2 separate regions of the Zea mays genome follow, and region 1 is linked to region 2. The links are chromatin contacts, called in public Hi-C maps. All regions are on one chromosome and are shown on one strand. Each heading gives the region's core, a stretch centred on a gene start, on an enhancer-like site or on the middle of the called end of the contact. The rest is flanking DNA. Distances are from core to core; before and after follow the strand shown.

What was found. Hi-C and Micro-C count contacts between places; a contact is called where the count stands out from the background.
Region 1: a Hi-C map of ear shows a contact between it and region 2, with 2.5 times the contacts expected there. The contact joins two enhancer-like sites. A contact is called at or near these places in 5 of 25 Hi-C or Micro-C datasets (ear, endosperm, leaf and 2 more).

The regions. Positions count from the first base shown.
Region 1 is chr2:115,075,378-115,079,873 of Zm-B73-REFERENCE-NAM-5.0, reverse strand. No RefSeq gene overlaps it. Among protein-coding and RNA genes, the nearest start is that of LOC103646874, 92 kb to the left of the region's middle. Within about 2 kb of position 1,928, at least 8 of the 20 cell types and tissues checked have an H3K27ac peak or open chromatin away from gene starts, as enhancers often do. A contact at or near this core is called in ear, leaf and leaf mesophyll, where this site is marked.
Region 2 is chr2:114,901,353-114,905,615 of Zm-B73-REFERENCE-NAM-5.0, reverse strand. No RefSeq gene overlaps it. Among protein-coding and RNA genes, the nearest start is that of LOC103646871, 67 kb to the right of the region's middle. Within about 2 kb of position 2,320, at least 18 of the 20 cell types and tissues checked have an H3K27ac peak or open chromatin away from gene starts, as enhancers often do. A contact at or near this core is called in ear, leaf and leaf mesophyll, where this site is marked.

The DNA.
Region 1 (4,496 bases), core at 679-3,178, 170 kb before region 2:
AGTGAATCAAGCTAGGGTTGGAGCCTTTTGTGGCTAATCTAGAGGGTTAAAGGCTGTGAGTTATGTAGATAGATTAGAGGCCATTAGAAGGTGATTAAGTGTTCCTAAGACAAGTAGGCTTGATCCTGTGCAAGTATTGGAGAAAATGATACTCAAAGTCGAGCTGTGAGACTAGCAGTTCAGACTGTCAATCTGACCAGTTTGTTCTGAATACTTGCATGTTTGCTCCACTTTGAGGCCTTGTAAAAAGTATCCTGTGTGGTTTTATGCTAGAAGAATTGAAGCAAAGTTGGAGAGGTAGTATCCATAAACAAAGTTTATTAAGGGACCCTGGCTTGACATTCTATAAACTTGGGAGAAATAGGCGTCCAAAAATGTCTCTATTTAAAAGGAAGGGTCGACTGAACAAGACTGAAGGTTAAGGTTCAGGCAGATCTGCTCTGAATTTTTATCTGTCTGAGCAACTTTGAGACCTTGCAGAGACTGTCCTATGAGACTTGGTGCCAGGTTGATCTAAGCAAAACTGGAGAGCTAGTATTCATGAGCAAGTTTTATTAAGAAACTTTGGCCTGATGTTATATAGATTCAGGAGATAATGGTGCCCAAACTGTCCCTGTCAGAAAGGAAGAAATCTGATGAGCAACTGAAGACTGAAATTCAGAAAAGTGAAATGGTACCAGTGTATTGCAGGTGATTTTTGGGCACCATAACTTGTAATCTTTAAGGATTAGGTCCAAGAGACTTATAGTAAATTTATAGACCCTTGATCTGGGAACAAGTTCTGTTAATAGTGATTGATTTGTCTTAATTAAAAATTAAGAGAAGAGGCTAATTGAAGTTGGGTGGGTCAGTCAAGAGCTGTAGATCCAAAATTGCAGAAATATCTAACTGTGATCTTTTTACTCCCTGTCGTGTCCTACTTTGGTATTGGAAATTGTAGAGATGAGGGAGAGCAAAGATATTCAGATTTATGCACATCTCTGAATTATCCTCAGTAGAAATATCTGCTACAGTGCGCTCCTATCCTTACCCCCTCTCTTTTGGCCATGGATAAACTTCACCCTGCATGACCATACTCTGTGAACCTGCATGGATCTTCTTGTGGGAGCCACGACTGCATCTAGTGTTCATAGCTATCCTTGCTGCAAGTTCAAGAATCCAGCCCCTTTGATCTTTTCCCTGCTAATATAAAGAGCAACCGGGGGGGAAGACAGGAACCAACCCAGTAATCCTTACTTTGACCAGCAACCATAGTGAGCAGCTTCAATTAGCAGTACTGCATCCCCCAAACCATACTCTAGACATGCCCTGTTCCACTGATCAAACCGCCGCGTGTGTCCGGTGACCACCTCGACAACACCTCGGCTTCACGTGGCCAGGCAATTGTGGTATGACTTAACCCCTACAAGTGTAGGTTCTAGCATCCTTATAGGCTGGTGAAGCTCACCCAGGGGTTCGTTTGATCTTTATGGTCTTAGCTTGGACAGAACGCGGGCTCGACACCTCAGGGATTGCCCTGGTGTCGATCCACCAGAACTCTGTTAATCCGGGGTCAATTGCTGTGGGCATCATGCTGTCCGTGCCTTGCTCGTGCCCCCTGTGCCTTTAATTTGTAGCGACCGGTGCTCAAATCGGTAGAGCAGGGACCGCGGTGCTAGAGTTTCACCGTGGATGCGGTCCGGCCGCTCTGTGTGTTCATAAGCCAAATTCATGCCCCAAAGCTGCGCGAATTAGGTTAAGGTTTGATCCGGTCGCTATCCAATGGCTGCCCGAGCTCTTCTCCACCGTAGTATCGCGAGGAGAACGTGTCCGCGCTGCCGGCGACGTCGGGGATTCCATTTTAAAAGACAAGAAGTTTAGGAGGGGCCGGAAGTAAAGTGTCAGTGACTCACGGGATCTGGTTGAAGTCTTCATTTTTAATATTGACTCTGGCGAGGACCTTTGTGAAAAACCGACTGCGCTGTCGTGGGCGCGCCCCCGATTTCTGTTAGAGCAGGGCCGGTTGGGCCAGTTTGGGCCCAACACTGTTAGTAGTTTTTCCTTTTCTTTTTCCAAGGATCTTTAGAAATCCATAGAAAATTACAGAAAAATGCTAAAAATATCAAACCAATTTTGCTAGACTCCTAATTTCCTATAGTATTTAGTAAAAATAGTTTCATGATTTTTAGTTCCAATAGGGAATTTTGGGACATTTAAAACCACCAAAAACCATGCTTCTGGATTTTTAGGGAATAAATAATAAATCCAAAATTCACCAAACTTTTATGGTAAACTCTAAATAATATTTCGAAGTCTTGGGTAAAGTTTGATATGATTAGGTACGATAATTGATCGCGTGATGCGGAAGACGATCCAAGTCGACCCCAAGCGCGGGCTAATCTGCATGATGATGTTGATGGACGAACCTGCCTGATCAAGTGCTAGGACAAAGGCTGATCGTCAAGTGGACGTCACCTAAAAACACTAACCTAGTGTTATTCAGGCAAGCCTCGGTGCATTCGCCACCTCCTTGTTGTTTTAAAATCTTTATCACCTTGTTTGATGCATTAGGTGATAGGAGTTATGTGCTAAACCGTTGATGCATTTCCTTCCTTGGAAAATTGATTACCCATCCTTGATACCCTTTTGAAAAAGAATTTTATGATGCTTAGCCTTGCTTTAGAAAACAAAAATGTTTTGTTTTCAAACAAAAGTGATGCTTCAGTGGGTGGGAATGTTTTCAAAAAAAATTGTGATGGTGGATCCATCAAGGCCTTGATGGGTTCAACATCGAAAAAGATGTACCTCTGCCAGGTACCAAAATTTGGGTTGAAAATAATAAAGCTGAGACCGGGCGGTTGACTTGCACGAGAAAGGAGTCTCGGTGTAGTGTCTCTGTCTGAGTCGATTAAGGACCGTCTCGATGTAGGCTTGTTGATCGAGGACCTTTTAACTTGTCACATGCCTCATCATGGGTAAGCTTTGCCTCGGGCAGACTAATACCAGAATAAGATAACACGCAATGGGAGTGGAGAGATGGCGAGAGTAGCGTGTACCCTCCATGGCAAGAGGCTGGACGGTGGTGTATATGTGCTCTCGGTTGGCGTGAACCTGATCTGGTCTTAAGAACCCCGGTGGCGAGTTGACATATGCAAGGGTTAAGTGCTACATATGTCATGTGATCGGAGATCCCCAGCTGGGTATTAATCGATTCGGATCGTCGTTACTTCTCGGACATGAAGACTTGGTCACTGACCTACACGTAGCAATCCAGTGAACTGAAGGGATGATAAAAAGACAGCTAGTATAGGCCAAGTGATTGAACTAGGGTAGAAAGAACTCTAGATGCAGGTAATTTTACTTAACCTCACAAGTAAAAATGGATTTTTAAGGATCCACTTTTAGTAAGCATTTTTGCAAAACAGAGTCTTTGATTCTTGATAAGTCATACCTTGAATCCCTCTAGCCAGCATACCCTTGAGAGTCTTTTCTTTAGTCGGGTAAGTCTTGCTGAGTAATTCCGTACTCAGGGTTTTATTCCCTATTGTTTTTCAGGTCCTAGTTTTGTGCTGGTGATGATGGTGTTAAGTGTCGGTGGGCTCGGCCTTCTTATAAGTCTAAGTAACCCTTCTATACTTGTTATTGAGGATGGTCACTTGAGCTAGCATATATTTCAAACTTACAAATAATTTATAACATTTCAAAGTTATTCCTTTGAACCACTTTTTTAACCACTCCGATAAATACAATGTAAACTTGTTGTAACTTGTAAAATTTGGTAATAATATTTCCACTGCAAAAAAAAATTGTTGGTGTGTGATTTGTGTTTACTTAATCCCGCGGTTCTGGTTGTAAGTGGTTTATCCGATGTCCTTGGGGCAATCGGACGGATCCTGTTAAGTTATCTGGTACACATGCATAGCCGTCTGAGGTCTTTGAGACAAGGATAGGTGCATGTGGGCTCAATAACTTGGGAAGTTCTACCACAGCTGGTATCGGAGCAGGATTAAGTATATACGGTCACATACGTATTTTCAAAACAAAAGTTTTGATTTTGAAAAACCTATTTTCAACTAAACACATTGTTTGGCTTTGAAAAACAGCTTTGAAAAACTATAATACTAGCCACATCCTCTATTAAGCCCTAAGTTAAGAACTATCAGGTGGCTTAGTTCAAAACCACTAACCCACAACTAGGGGTATTGCATACATGTGTATTGTTATTTTGAAGCCATTAAGTTTTGAATGGATTGACGCTCAAGGTAAGGTGAGATGTGAGAGCATGACCGAACAAACATCGGTCTAGGGAAGAGTATGAAAAGCGCTTGATTATATACATGTTTTACATATGTATATATGAAGGCTGGGATGTGGAGTATTTACTTTTCTGGGATTCAGTACCCCATGGATGTGTATGGGTATACAGACATGGGAATACTGAGAAGTGTATTGCACTTGTAACGACGCACCTACGCTCAAGTAAGAAGGTGAGTTACCATAATGAGTTGCCCTATGGT
Region 2 (4,263 bases), core at 1,071-3,570:
TCATGGCCTTCGTCCGAAGTTCATTAAATCCTTGGGGAGATAATGCTTCAGCGGACGAAGGGCATTAACATTTAACATTTTATGTTGCCTTGTTCTTAATTCATAGCATTTGAGAACAAGTCTCCAACAGAATCCATCGTTCGAAAAGCTTTAAAGACAATTCGATCCGAGGACCTCCCTATGCTCTGCAGGGACACACTCCCTGCTTGTCCCTTTCTGGTAAGTTAGTCTCTCCCTAGCTTTCCTAATTACTTGGCCAAGTGCGTCCTATTTCACCGTTGTGGTAGCACTATTATCTTAAGTTAAGCTCCATGTTCCAATTAACATCATAATCTTATCATGAATCATAAATAGTCCAATACCAATAATAAAGCATGATCATATGTCATATAGTATTACTTCCCAAAAACCAAGTAGAGCATAGCCAAACTATCCAATAATTTGTATGCAAGGTGTGAGGTAAACAAACTAGGGCAACCTATTAGGTCCCATCAAATTTAACCTGAGCATGTCATAGTGATTATAGAGAACATTATTAGGTAAAAGTAGAGTGCCTTCAGCGAGCTCCTGCTCAGAATCTTCAACCTGCTTTGCTCCGGGCTACTTGGTCACTTGCTCGTCTACTCGCAACAATACAAACGAACATTGCATAAGAGAAATTAATGTCACACCAAACATGAGAGCACACCACATAATAATAATGTTCTACGCATTGCAACGAGACAGTAGATTCGAGAACCACTAAAATCGGAGTTACGGTTATAAAGATATGATTTTCTGAAGCTTTATATGATTAAATAGTGGCAATATACATACTGTGTTATTTAGTATAATTCATGTGAGACAAGATTACAAAACAGATGACTCCACTTTCAGCCAAGTTATAACTTGGTCAGAGATCATCATTTACTTTTAATTAGAAAAGTAAATCTAAGGAGCACATGTTAAACTTATTATTTAATTATCTCTGAAAACATGACAAAATAATGTTGTTTAATGTGTAGGCAATTTTAATACGAAGCTAACGCGACGGGAACAAATCAATTTAGAGTTAAAATGGTTAAGATGTGAATTATTTAAGTTTCTGAAATTATTTTCCTACCAGAAATCCTTTTATATAACCATTTTATTAAATTCACAAACAGGTTCGAGTGCGGGCAATATTTCCCGAGAACACAGTGGATAAGGCGCAAAAGGATAGGACCTACTTTAAAGGATTCCTAACTGCTTTGGGACAGTGGGTTGATTATCAGGGTTCTCAGGGTCTCTTTTATAAAACCACCATGACTGCAAAACATGTGTTGCACCAGAGCCACACGATTGAGATCCTATGGTCCTAGGGGATTCTGGGAAGGGGTATGCAACCTCCGATCCCATCCGCCAATTTCAGACCGACGGCAAAACACCATCACCTCCTAGATCTATTCAGATTTGTCCGCTGTGGATCGAACGATACCCGGCCATCTCCCTTCTACATCGGCAGAGCATGGCGGCGCTGAGCTCCATGCGGTGGCGAGTTCACCGGCGCAAGGCATTATGGTGACGGATGGCCTCGAACTCAGAGTCCTAACGCAGAGAACGATGCAGGACCTACGGGAATCGTACGGTGATGTGCGCCACCCACGACGCGGCGAATAGACGGGGAGGTTCAAACCCTGGCGAGCAATTCGTGATTAAACGACGCACCATTCGGCACCCGCATGACACTAACCGAGGAGAGGGATAAGGCGATGCTAAGGAAGAGGTCTCACAGAGGGCGGAGGCGAAGATGGCGTTGGACAAGATGGGAGGCGGACTGTTGATCCTAGAACACACCGACGAGGAATCGTGTAGTCTCTGGTCAGTCGCGCGGGAGGCAACCCAAACCGACACGATCCTCGGCCCCAGGCGAACCTTCACGACCATGCACCTATCGAAACCCGGGCGGTGAAGACTGGGGCAAATCGCAGAGGCGGCGGTGGCAATCTAACTCAGCCCTTCCTAACACACTGCTCCTCACTGATGGTGGATGGCTTTGGGGCAAATGGACGAAAAGGGGAGGAGGTCGCGGGCACACTGTATTTATGCCAAGGCTTCATCGGTTCGCGAAGCTGGCATCCGGCTGGCTATTGGTCGAAACGACCATCGCAATCCACGTGAGGTCCGCCATGCGGTTGACGATGAAGGCGCTGGTGAATCAGCCCCACCTAGCAGTTTCATCCCAACCGGTACCGCGTGGACGTGATAAGGGGGTTGCGGCGTGGGCCCATTTGTCGGTGGGGTGGCTTGTGCAGTTCGGGCGCAGGATTCGCACGTGCGGCGCTAGGGAAGCTGAGTCGCTGACCGAGCGGGACCTGCTCGTCATACTAACTCCTTGTGCACGCGAGTACACTGTACAGGAGACCGAGGCTGGCTGACATCGATGGCCCACATGTCGGCGCCCTTTTGCCGATTTTGGGTCATGGGGCACGAAAGGTCTACTTGGCCGAGAGTGGAGGCTTCTGCCCACAATGGAGGGGTTTTGGTTATTTCATTCTTTTATTCTTTTCTTTCTTTTTAATTTTGTATTTTATTCCTATTCCAAATTTCCAACTCAAACTTGTATTACCAATTTAAATACAAATGCAACATTACAAGAATATCAGCATGCATGCACAAGGTTTTATTTATGTATAATTTGTAAATTAAGTTAGTCACTTAAGCATGAGGTTTGTATGAATTTAAATGAATGGGATCATTCACATCACATTTATACAATATATCATATTTTAGGTATAAAATAAATATCAAAATACCTAGAAACTTATAAAAATCATATTCATACGTTTTAGCTCCGATTTTAGTGGTTCTCGAACCTACGGTTTCTTCCTGACTCAGAATATTATTATGCATTTTATTCTTATGTTTGGTGTGATGTTTATTTTTGTTATATATTGTTTGTCTTTTGTAACACCCAAAATCCTATTTTGGGATGTATAAAAAATTACCCCAAAAGACTTGAACCGAATACCTTGTAATCAGAAATTTCTTACTTCTAAAGATACTTCTCCCAAAAATAAATATGTTTTCTAACAAGGATTAATTAAGAAAGAGACCCTAGTCAAATTATCCTTTATTAGATGAAAATAATTCAACTAAAACATCACCTAGAATTTATGTTTTAAATAGGTGATAAATAGTGAGATCTCTTTAATTGGATTATAATTTTAGAATATTTTTTGCGTTCATGTATGCATTTCATATGTGAAGCATCTACCTAGCATATAAAAGCAACTAAAATAATATATAAATATATCAAGTTCATGCCGGAATTCTTTTGTTTGATGCATTTAATTTGTTCTTTGATTTCAAATCAAATTTCAAAAGTTGAACTTGGAAGACTATGAAAAGGAAGGAAAATAGAAAATAAATAACAAAAGAAAAGAAACAAAAGGAATAAAACAGCCACTCGAGCTTGTTTCTCTACATCAGCCCACCTCGGTCGCTAGGCCCAGTCTCACCATCACCGCTGGCCCATTACCACTCCCCTTCTTCTATGACTCTGGGTGGCCGACACGTGGAACCCAGCAACTAGTCGCTCGAGCGCAAGCTCGCCCATCTCTCTTGCTCCACACTAGCTCAACCCCTTGCCTCGGCCCAGCTGTGCTTCCACACCGTAGGTCGTCCGCCATGGCTCGCTGTCGGCCCACCTTGTACCTATTCCGTCAGGTGACACTGCCAAGTGGGGCCAACCCGTCAGGTTCTTCTCCATCGGTCCACAACAAACAAAACTGTGGACTCTGCTTGATGCACTGCCTCCAACGGAATGCTGTTGCGATGGGTCCATGGCCTCGAGGGTATAAATGACGAATTCGTGATTGCCCTCCTATCCTACTCATGACTTCATAGGATGTCATAACCAATTCCGGGGTTGTGTGCACCTCGCCATCGTGCATGTTCATGGTGGATAGGCTCCGTCGCCGAATCGGTAGCCTGCAGCTCAATCATTGAATAGACAATTACGATTAAGACATGAAGTACCCCCTTCGTCGCATAGAAATCGGGTCGTTGAGTGTGGATCGAACGATGTAGGACATATCGTGCGATATTTAGATCCGTGCCGTCGGTTCATGACCGAACAACTCTGATTAGAAACCGAAATACCTCTTCGCCTCATTAAATTGTTGCCGCTAATGTTGAATCGGACGGCTCCGGTGCGTCCAGGCTATTGCGGCTATGGTGGATTTTCAAAGAAGACCCTAGAAACTTAGATAATAAACCCGCCACCCATTTTCAGCATTTAAA